Linked DNA regions of Mus musculus: region 2 is linked to region 1. A link is a contact called in public HiChIP or PLAC-seq data. All regions are on one chromosome and are shown on one strand. The core of a region is the stretch at or near the end of the contact, and the rest is flanking DNA. Distances in the headings are between cores, read along the strand shown. Region 1 holds the start of Kiz (kizuna centrosomal protein). Region 2 overlaps Nkx2-2os (NK2 homeobox 2, opposite strand).

Region 1 (4,298 bases), core at 557-3,056:
TACACATATATATATGCAGAGATCTAATACCACCACCTTGGGTAACTGGAAAAAAGATCATTATTCAGTGACAATGAGGTGATGGCATTCCACATAAGGCATTTGTAACACCTAGACGCTGGCTAATTGACTTTTGGATTTAACCCATAAATTCAAACATTTTACAAAAACACCTCCTCCACCATTGTACTACACAGTGAGCAAAAGGTGTTGCTTCTCACCTAAAATTCTCAATGTAGGCACACTTGAGCTCGCATGTGCACACGTGCTTGTGCATGCACACACACACATTCTCTCTCTCTCTATTGTATTCTCTCTGAGATCTCACTAAGCACACTGAAGGTGCAAACATTAGAAAGTATTGAGAAAAGAAAAGCTCTGTAGGAAAAATAAAGGTGTGTGTGTGTGTGTGTGTGTGTGTGTGTGTGTGTGTGTGTGTGTTGGAGATAGGTTCTCACTATGCTGCCCTGGCTGGCTTGTATCCCAGGCTGGCCTTGAACCTGTGGTCCTCCTATTTCTGTCTCTTCAGCATAGACCACCACCAACATACGCCTAAATGGTTAATTTTTTTTTTCTTAAGTGGGAGATTAAGAGATCCCTAGAGTAGGTGAGCAGGACTGTGTCAGAAGGAAAAAAAAAAAAAAAAAACGGATGTAGAAAGAAGATAAAACACGGAAAGAAGAGTTAGGGCCCGTGGGAGTTACTTAACAAGTAATTGGCAAAAATTAAGTCTAGTGTAAGATGCAATTCCTTTGAAAAATCACTTACTTTACCTCACCTGCAATTACTGTTATGATCTTAGAATTGTTACAGCCCTCCTGTTCCTTCTGAATGATTCTGTAACTTTAACACCCACTAAATGTTTTGTTTATCAAAAGATCCAAAAATCTATTTCCTTTCTTGTCAACTAATGAGATTTCTAAGTCCAATTAATTTGGCAGCTAAATAAGTGTTCCAACAACTTATCTTTCCATGTGGTTATTTATAGTCAATTGCTTTGTACTTTTTTCTATTTATGCATTCTTAGATCTAGCTTTTTCCAATGGTTCTCATCTTTCATGTCTTAATCAAAGGCAATCCCAACCCTCGAAGCTGAACCCGTTGAAAATTTCATCCTTTTACTAGAAATTTAGTCAGCCCCAGACACTTCTAAAAGACTACAGCGCGCGCGCAAACACACACACACACACACACACACACACACACACACACACACACACACACACACACACACCATTCCAGCCTGCGTTCCTGGACCTGTCATCTTTGATGCAGTGCGGCTGTCAAAGTAGGATGACAACTTGAAGAGAGAGTGAGGAGGGGGCATGTAGGACTAGAGAGGACTAAAGAAATTCACAAGGTTTGATCAAGACTGGCAGGCAAAAAAACTCCCACTCTCACTTCCGGCCGCATCCGCAGGCTGAGGGACCTGGCTTTGGTTGTCATGAGAGATTACAGTCTCTCTGCGCTTTCAAACAAGGGGCATCCGTGGTAAAGTTGTGCTCCTAACCCCTTCTGGGGCTAGTTGGGGGTCGCAGGCGAGTTCCAACACTAGTGAACCACTGGCGGGAAGTGGGCCGGACACCGTACCCCGATGCTCTCAGTGGCGCCGCTGACTCCCTGCCCCGTCCCGCGGCCGTACCTGTCCCGCAGAGCCTGCTGGAGCTGGCCCACCCTTTCGTAGTAGCTGGGGCTCGCCAAGGGCGCAGAGGTGGCGGAGGCCTGGCGCAGGCCACCACCACCGCCACCGCGCCCTCGCGGCATTGCCACAGGGCAGCTGGCGGGCCAGCGTTGCCCAAGGAGACCGCCCCAACATGCACCGCGGGTAAACAAGGCGCCTAGCGGCCTGAAGAGGGCGGGGCGAAGGGCGGGGCGCCGAGGAGGCGGGGTTAGCCGCGGTGTGGGTCCGGGAGGGGCGAAGACAGAGAGACTGGCAAGGGTGGAGCAGCCCTGGTGGTACAGGGAGAAGACAAGGGAGCTGTGTCACGTTCTCTCTGCTACCGCTGTGTTTCTCTTCCCCTACAGAATCCGTCCTACACGCATTCATTTTATCAGATGCAGTTTCTTATTTACCTTCCTAGAATTTGCAGTGAGAGACCCTGTGACAAGATTGTTTTGATACCAGCACTTAGAAAGCAAAACAAAAAGCTAGAAGAAAACAAAATTTAAGAACCGCAAATATGCCCTTGATCTCAGCACTACGGGCAGAGGCAGTAGGAATTCTGAGTTCGAGGCCAGTCTAATTTACAGAGTGAGTTCCAGGACAACAAAGACAACACAGAGAAACCTAGTCTCAAAACACCAAACCCCACCCCCAAACAAAATAAAACAAACAAACAAAGAAACCAAATATGCCATCCCACGCTGGAATGTTTTTCAATGCTCAGGTTGCCATCAGCCCTTTCAGGGGAGAAAGATTTGGTTTCTAACTAGGTCCTTGTGAATCAAACCGTTTACTTCTGCAGTCAATTCTCCAACAAGGCCCCCAGCCAGACTACATTGGCATAAACCCTATGTCCCACAACTCAGCTGTGACCATACAAAAAGCCTAGGTGCCCCAGAGTGAATTGGGCAGACTATTACAGCAAGACTAACTTAACCTTAGATCAGTTCAGAGGAACTACTGGTTATAAAGGCCCAGAACAGAATCAGTCTTTATTCTTGCCTCCATCAACATGGCAAAAGGCTTCCTGAAGAAAGACAACTGGATTCTAAAACCCACTTGGAATAGGAAATTAAAAAAAAAAAAATGTACACACGTACTTGTAGTCAATGTGGTTCCTTATCCTAGACTTTTAATTTTATGTCTCTTTTCTCAAGTCGGTAGTTTTATTTTCATGCAAAGCATCCCTGACACCAACATTTCTTTAATAGTGTGTCAGGACTCCATGGGGATTGCACCATATCTGAATGGGTTAGGGATAGGGAGCTGTGTGTCAAAAAGTTCAGCAACAGTAAACCGTTCCTGAATGTGTAATGACCAAAACTCAATTGAAAAATCAAGGCATAATAAATCTAAGCTGCTTCTGACGGCATGTGTCCGTGTCTTGTCCCACTATAACATGCTCACTATACACTGCACATGTCCATTGCGCTCTGACTTATAGTACCATACTGGCATTAGGGGAAGCAACGAAATGGTCAAGTCAGCAACCCTAAATTATGATTTTGCCTATCCTTCCTTCCTCATACTGTCTGCCTAAATGCTGAAAGGTAGAATATATCCATGTAATCTCAGGACTCAAGGGGACAGGCAGGAGGATCTCTAATTCCAGGCGGGCCTGACCGACCTTGGCTTAAAAACAAAAACATGTGGACCAGACGATGGCCCAGCAAATGAAACATGCTTTCTTTGCAGGTATGGCAATCTGAGTTTGATTTGATTCCCAAGAGTTGTTCTCTAACCTCTACTTGTACACTCTAACACACATGCATACACACACACACACACACACAAACATGCACACGTGTGCGCTTCATTGAATTAAAATGTCATAAATCAGCATAATGGGCTATAAGCAAAATAGGGTCTCTGCTCCTGCCTTGACCAATATACCTTTTTAAGAACATGGAAATACAGTCCATGTTCCTAAATATGTGGAATTTAGTTCTCTGATTCTTTCCTAATCCACCCCCTAATTTTCCACCCTAATTAAATTAATAATTCCCTAATTTCAGGGTTGCATGATGAGACACACCTCACTCACAGTAGGGATCCATGTGCCCGGCCTTCTCCCCATTCGACCAATCCCATCTGTATCCATATGTTTGTCTCAGCCTCCTTTTGGCCTAAAGCTAAATACTAGTGATGGTTCCTTATAAGAACGGCCCAGGAAAGAGATCTTTGAAGACTCTGGAGAGCAGTCTGGGACCCTCTGAGTTGGAAATGCCTGGATTCTGGGTACCTGGGACTGTGTTCTAGGAGTTGTGTGTGAACTGCCATGGGCATCCACTCGACCTCACATTAAGTGGTCAGGAAGGGACAAGAGCAGGCCTGTAATATGCAGATCTAGTGCAGGACCCTCTTGCCCAGTTGTAAGGTTAGCACTGATATGGCTTTTAGTTACTCTGTCAACTCATTCTATCACACTGATGTAGTGCTAGTGTACTGAGGTTAATTTACAGCCTGTAGTGTGATGCCTAATCATCATCTGCTTCATTGGATTTGGAATCACCTAGGAGACTCATGCCTTGGTTGAGGGTATTTCCAGAGAGATTTAAAGGAAGACAAAGATCCATCCTGAATGTAGCCTGCAGCATCCCAGGGGCTGTAAGGTCCAGGTGGAATAGAGACCGAG
Region 2 (4,298 bases), core at 794-3,293, 450 kb before region 1:
GAAATTCTAAAAGAAAAGAGAAGTATATAAAAATAGATATCAGGTTCTAAGGAGAGAGCTGGCTAATATCTCGTGTTCCAGTGTCACCATCACCGTCAATGTGAAGGGGATAATAAAGATCTATGCTTTGGATTGCTGTTCTTAGATTGCAGAAGATTACTTATGCAAGCATTCAATATGGCGTCCAACACATAGCAGAAGCCAAGTGGGGGCTTATTAGCTTATTATTAGCTATTAATTACACAACTAATTTTTAAAACCCAACTTTTGTTTGTTTTTCAAGATAGGATTTCTTTGTGTTTCCTTGGCTGTCTGAGAACTAGCTCCATAGACCAGGCTGGCCTTGAACTCACAGATATCCACCTGCCTCTGCCTCCCAAGCTCCTGAGTGCTGGAATTGAAGGCTTGTGCCACCGCTGATTTAATTAGTATTGACCTGGAATATTATATCTGGCTCTGTGCTAAGTGTCAAAGCACCCTACCCAATGAGATGGAAGGTCTGACTACATTTAAATCAAGGTGTGTTCTGAATTTCCACTAAGTACGTTTATGGAAAGATGTCTGGAAGCTGATGGCACTAAGTGTGAGCCTTGAGTGACTAGAGTGGCCCGGACTCTGATCTTGCTTTGCTCTCTGAAGATCTCTGTTTGTTTTTCTTTCATACCATGTGTAACATTTCTACAAGTGTGTTTATACAATTTTATAAAAGAATAAATCCCCCAGGCCAGAGATCTTGCTTGTTCTGGCTTGGATTTGTCTGAGGGGTTGACCAGATGTCCTGCTAGATGAAGCACCACAGGTCATTTCTGTATACTTCTTCCTAGGTATATTGATATTATCTCCTCACCTTGTCCTGGGTGTTTTTCAGTTGGCTGCCTTCCAGGAACACAGTAAGTACATGGTGCATATGTGTCTGGCTGTTTGTTCTCACTGTTTGCTGGTTGTCCTGCTCAGTCTGCCAAGTGTCTGTGAGGCCTAGCCTTGCCCCAGGAATGACGATATACGTGCAGAATACCCGCTGGAGGCTACCTCGGAGGGCACCTGAACACAGTCAGAGTAATTCCTAAAGGCATCCACATTGTCCTGCAGAAATCCAGCATTCAGACTCCTTCCCTCCAGGGTTGCTGGCTTCTGCAGAGGGACAGTTCACAGACTGCAGAGCACCAAGCCGACCACAAGATGGCAGCCTTTCCCTGTCTGAGTCCCACTGCAGCGCACATTCCCCAGCTCTGTGTGCTTCTGAATCCAGCTTCTGTTGCCCTCTGCCATTCCAGGAAAAAGATTCTTTACCAAAGAGACCTTCATTAAAGATGAGAACAGTGGGATTAAATGTTCGGAAACAGAAGAACTTGAAGAAGAGAATACAATTTCCCCAAACCACGTGCTCACCCAGCCTTCTCTCTCCTCAGGAGGAGTCACAACAGTCTTGTGTCCATTCGCAGTCGGGTTGAATTAGAATTGCCAAGCATCTCAGTAAGCCGTGAATCCACATTCCTTTATCTCTTTGTGCCACTCAAAGCCAGATATTGATGTCTGAAAACAAACTACATAAGCTTCATTATTTAAGTGCCTTTTCCTTAAACAAGACCGCTTTAATGCTTAACAAGGTAGGGGAGCTACATAATTTAAAATCTATGTGAACAGAAATAAGAAATTATTTGTGGTGGGCTCCACTTTTACACCCACCAACAAAGGCAGACATTCACCAGTTTTTGCCTTCCCAGGGCCCCAAAATACAACACAGGCCTGTTCTCCCGTCCCCGGCCGAGGCCGCAGCTGAAGCCGGTCTTTATCAGCGTTCCTTTCTCAATATTTACCAACCAATAAATCTTTTTCCCCCTAAGACAATTGACATTCGAATCCCATTCATGTGGAGGCTTGTTATCCAAATAATATTAAATAAACTGCTTCATGATCTACTGAAAAAGTATTAAGATGGGTTCTTTTTTTCTTTCTCTGCAGGTCAATATTGAAGAAGAGAGAGGGCTGTTTCTATGTGAGGGAGGGCAGCTGCCTGCCTCCAAAGAGTGTCTCCATCTCTAGCCTCCTGCAGAGGTGCCTCCTTTCTGTTGCTCTTTGGGCTTCCAGTAGTCTCTGCCCTGTGGCACCCACTCCAAGGCAAAGGCGACAAAGGTTATCTGTGTCACTACTGTGGCCTCCTGAGTACAGGGAGTGTTTCCAGAGTCGTGTGTGGCTGAAAGATCAGTCCTGAGAAATGTGTTGGTAGACCTTGTGTCACTGTGCAAACATCATGGGCTGTTTGAGGTATTCGTTGGTCTATCTCACTGTGCTGATAAAATGCTCAGCAAACGAAACATAAAGAAGAAAGATTTTATTTTGACTTATAGCCTGACGGGACAATCCATCGCAGCCAGGAAGGAAGGCAACAAAAGTCTGGCCAAGTTGAGTTTGCACTCAGGCAGCTGAGAGAAACGAACATACAAAGGACGGTGCTCACCGCACTTTCTCCTTATTCATCCTTGGGCCCCAGCGGTGAAACAGGGCCATAAACATCTGGGGCAGGCCCTCCCATCTCAGAGCAAACTTTCTGGAAACACTGTAACAGATATACCCAAAGGTGTGTCTCCTAAGTAGCTCTCCTTACCCTCAGGGTGACAATCAAGATGGACCACAGAGTTACGGAAATGGACTCAGTTGGTAAAATGCTCACTGGGTTCAATCTCCTGAGGACCTGGGTTCAATCTCCCAGACCCCAAGGAAAAAGAGCTGTGTACTGTGGCGTATATAGGTAATCTCAACACTGGGGAGGCTGGGACAAGGGGAGAGTTCCTAGACTTGCTGTTTAGCTGTATAACATAATTGGTTGAGTGTGAGGCTAATAAGAAATTGTTTCGAAAGGGAGATAGACAGCACTCCTGAGACCTGAGGCCATCATCTGACTTTCTCAGGCGTACATGAGCCTCTACCTTCCCCCCCCCCATGCACACGCACGTGTACACACACTTTAAAAGTGATTATAACCAGTAGAGTACATTTACATATATCTAAATGGTGTGGCTACTCCCTACTTGGTCTCCCTGGTGATGCTGTCATTCACACACAATCGGCCACTGACTAAAACGTCATAGGAAGCACATAACTGAACTCTGCCCATTCTCTCACTGGAGCAAGTTAGTCTTCTGACAACATTTCCAATTCCGCTGTTCCACAAGCAACCCCCGCCTTCCATTTTTTTTGTCAGAATGCATGTCTCTGAGAAGAGACATCAGAGGAGACAAGAGAACTGGAGCTAGCTCTGCTGTCAACTTCATGGTGTAACAAATTACATGACTCTCCTTTCTGAACCCAAACTTCTCCGTTTATATAAGGAAGTGTTCCTCTCTCTAATCTTGCCCTCACTTACTAAGGAAGATCTGGACCACTGGGTCTGGCAAGTTGCTGCCGGAAACTACAAGCACTATCAGCATCTTGATGGAGGTTGCCACCTTGGAGGCTGGGGAATCTTCTAGAGGGGAGAGGACCAGAGACTTTAGGATGTTACTGTCAGTGGATAAGACTCACAAGGTGGTGATCATTCTGTGCCAGGAGATGCCTCAAGACATCATTTCATCCTTGAAGCATTCCATGTGATGACATCCATATTCCACTGGAGGGCGCTAAAGCACTGAAGTTAAATAATGACTGTTATGTAATGCATAGTTTGAACTGAACATCTGCAACCAAGTGGCTTGGTTTCCGAAGCATGATCTCCTCTCAGCTACTAACAGGTAGTGAGGGCAAAGTACCACAAAGCCTGGCACAGCCTCGCGCAACGGTTAAGTAGAGCAGCTATTTCACACACTGGCTGCTGGAGAGCCTTCACCTGAACAGGTCCCATCTTCTCTGCTCCTCAGCTTCCTTTGACTTTGTTCTCACAGGCACGGCTGTAGTCTGAAAATCCACGGTGGGAAATGGCCCCACATCTGAGCACCCACTTGTCACCATGCGTGGAAAGCCTCCCCCTCTGACCTCATGTGACAAGTCACCACGAAAATGAGATGTATGTTGCACCAATAACCTCCAGCCTGTGTGTGTAAGGTAAAAAGGAAAGAAGAATGAAGTTAATGTTTAGACTTAGGTCCTATCCCCAGAATTTCTCATTATCTATAATCAAATTCCAAGACCAAAAAGGAATCCAGAGCCCTGCTTCTAAGCACTTCAGAGAAGAAATTTCCCATTTCTGTACAAGTAAGATGTGTGTGATGTTTCCCTATTGGATGTCAAAAACAAAGTAAAAACTGCAAGCACTGCAGGAAAGATTTGAGGGCCTCTTTGAATAAAACATTTTGTTGGCTCTT

What was found. HiChIP or PLAC-seq counts read pairs in DNA pulled down with a chosen protein or histone mark.
Region 2: an H3K27ac HiChIP or PLAC-seq map of oligodendrocyte precursor cells shows a contact between it and region 1, with 4 times the contacts expected there. The contact joins the enhancer-like site here to the promoter of Kiz in region 1. A contact is called at or near these places in 6 of 39 promoter capture datasets (the 3T3-L1 cell line, cranial neural crest, embryonic stem cells and 2 more), 3 of 484 Hi-C or Micro-C datasets (LSK cells, cerebellum and hematopoietic stem and progenitor cells) and 5 of 115 datasets of contacts at active chromatin or transcription factors (embryonic stem cells, oligodendrocyte precursor cells and stem cell-derived neural progenitor cells).

The regions. Positions count from the first base shown.
Region 1 is chr2:146,853,388-146,857,685 of GRCm38.p6, reverse strand. It overlaps Kiz (kizuna centrosomal protein), which reads right to left and starts at 1,806. Exons shown (of 14, transcript NM_001033298.4): 1 at 1,643-1,806. The coding sequence starts at 1,764.
Region 2 is chr2:147,304,821-147,309,118 of GRCm38.p6, reverse strand. Nkx2-2os (NK2 homeobox 2, opposite strand) reads right to left here. Exons shown (of 6, transcript NR_030769.3): 5 at 848-4,025. Gm14110 (a long non-coding RNA gene) reads left to right here. Exons shown (of 3, transcript XR_003953941.1): 2 at 825-890; 3 at 1,963-4,146. Among named protein-coding and RNA genes, the nearest start is that of Gm14110, 17 kb to the left of the region's middle. Within about 2 kb of position 2,043, at least 12 of the 459 cell types and tissues checked have an H3K27ac peak or open chromatin away from gene starts, as enhancers often do. A contact at or near this core is called in oligodendrocyte precursor cells, where this site is marked.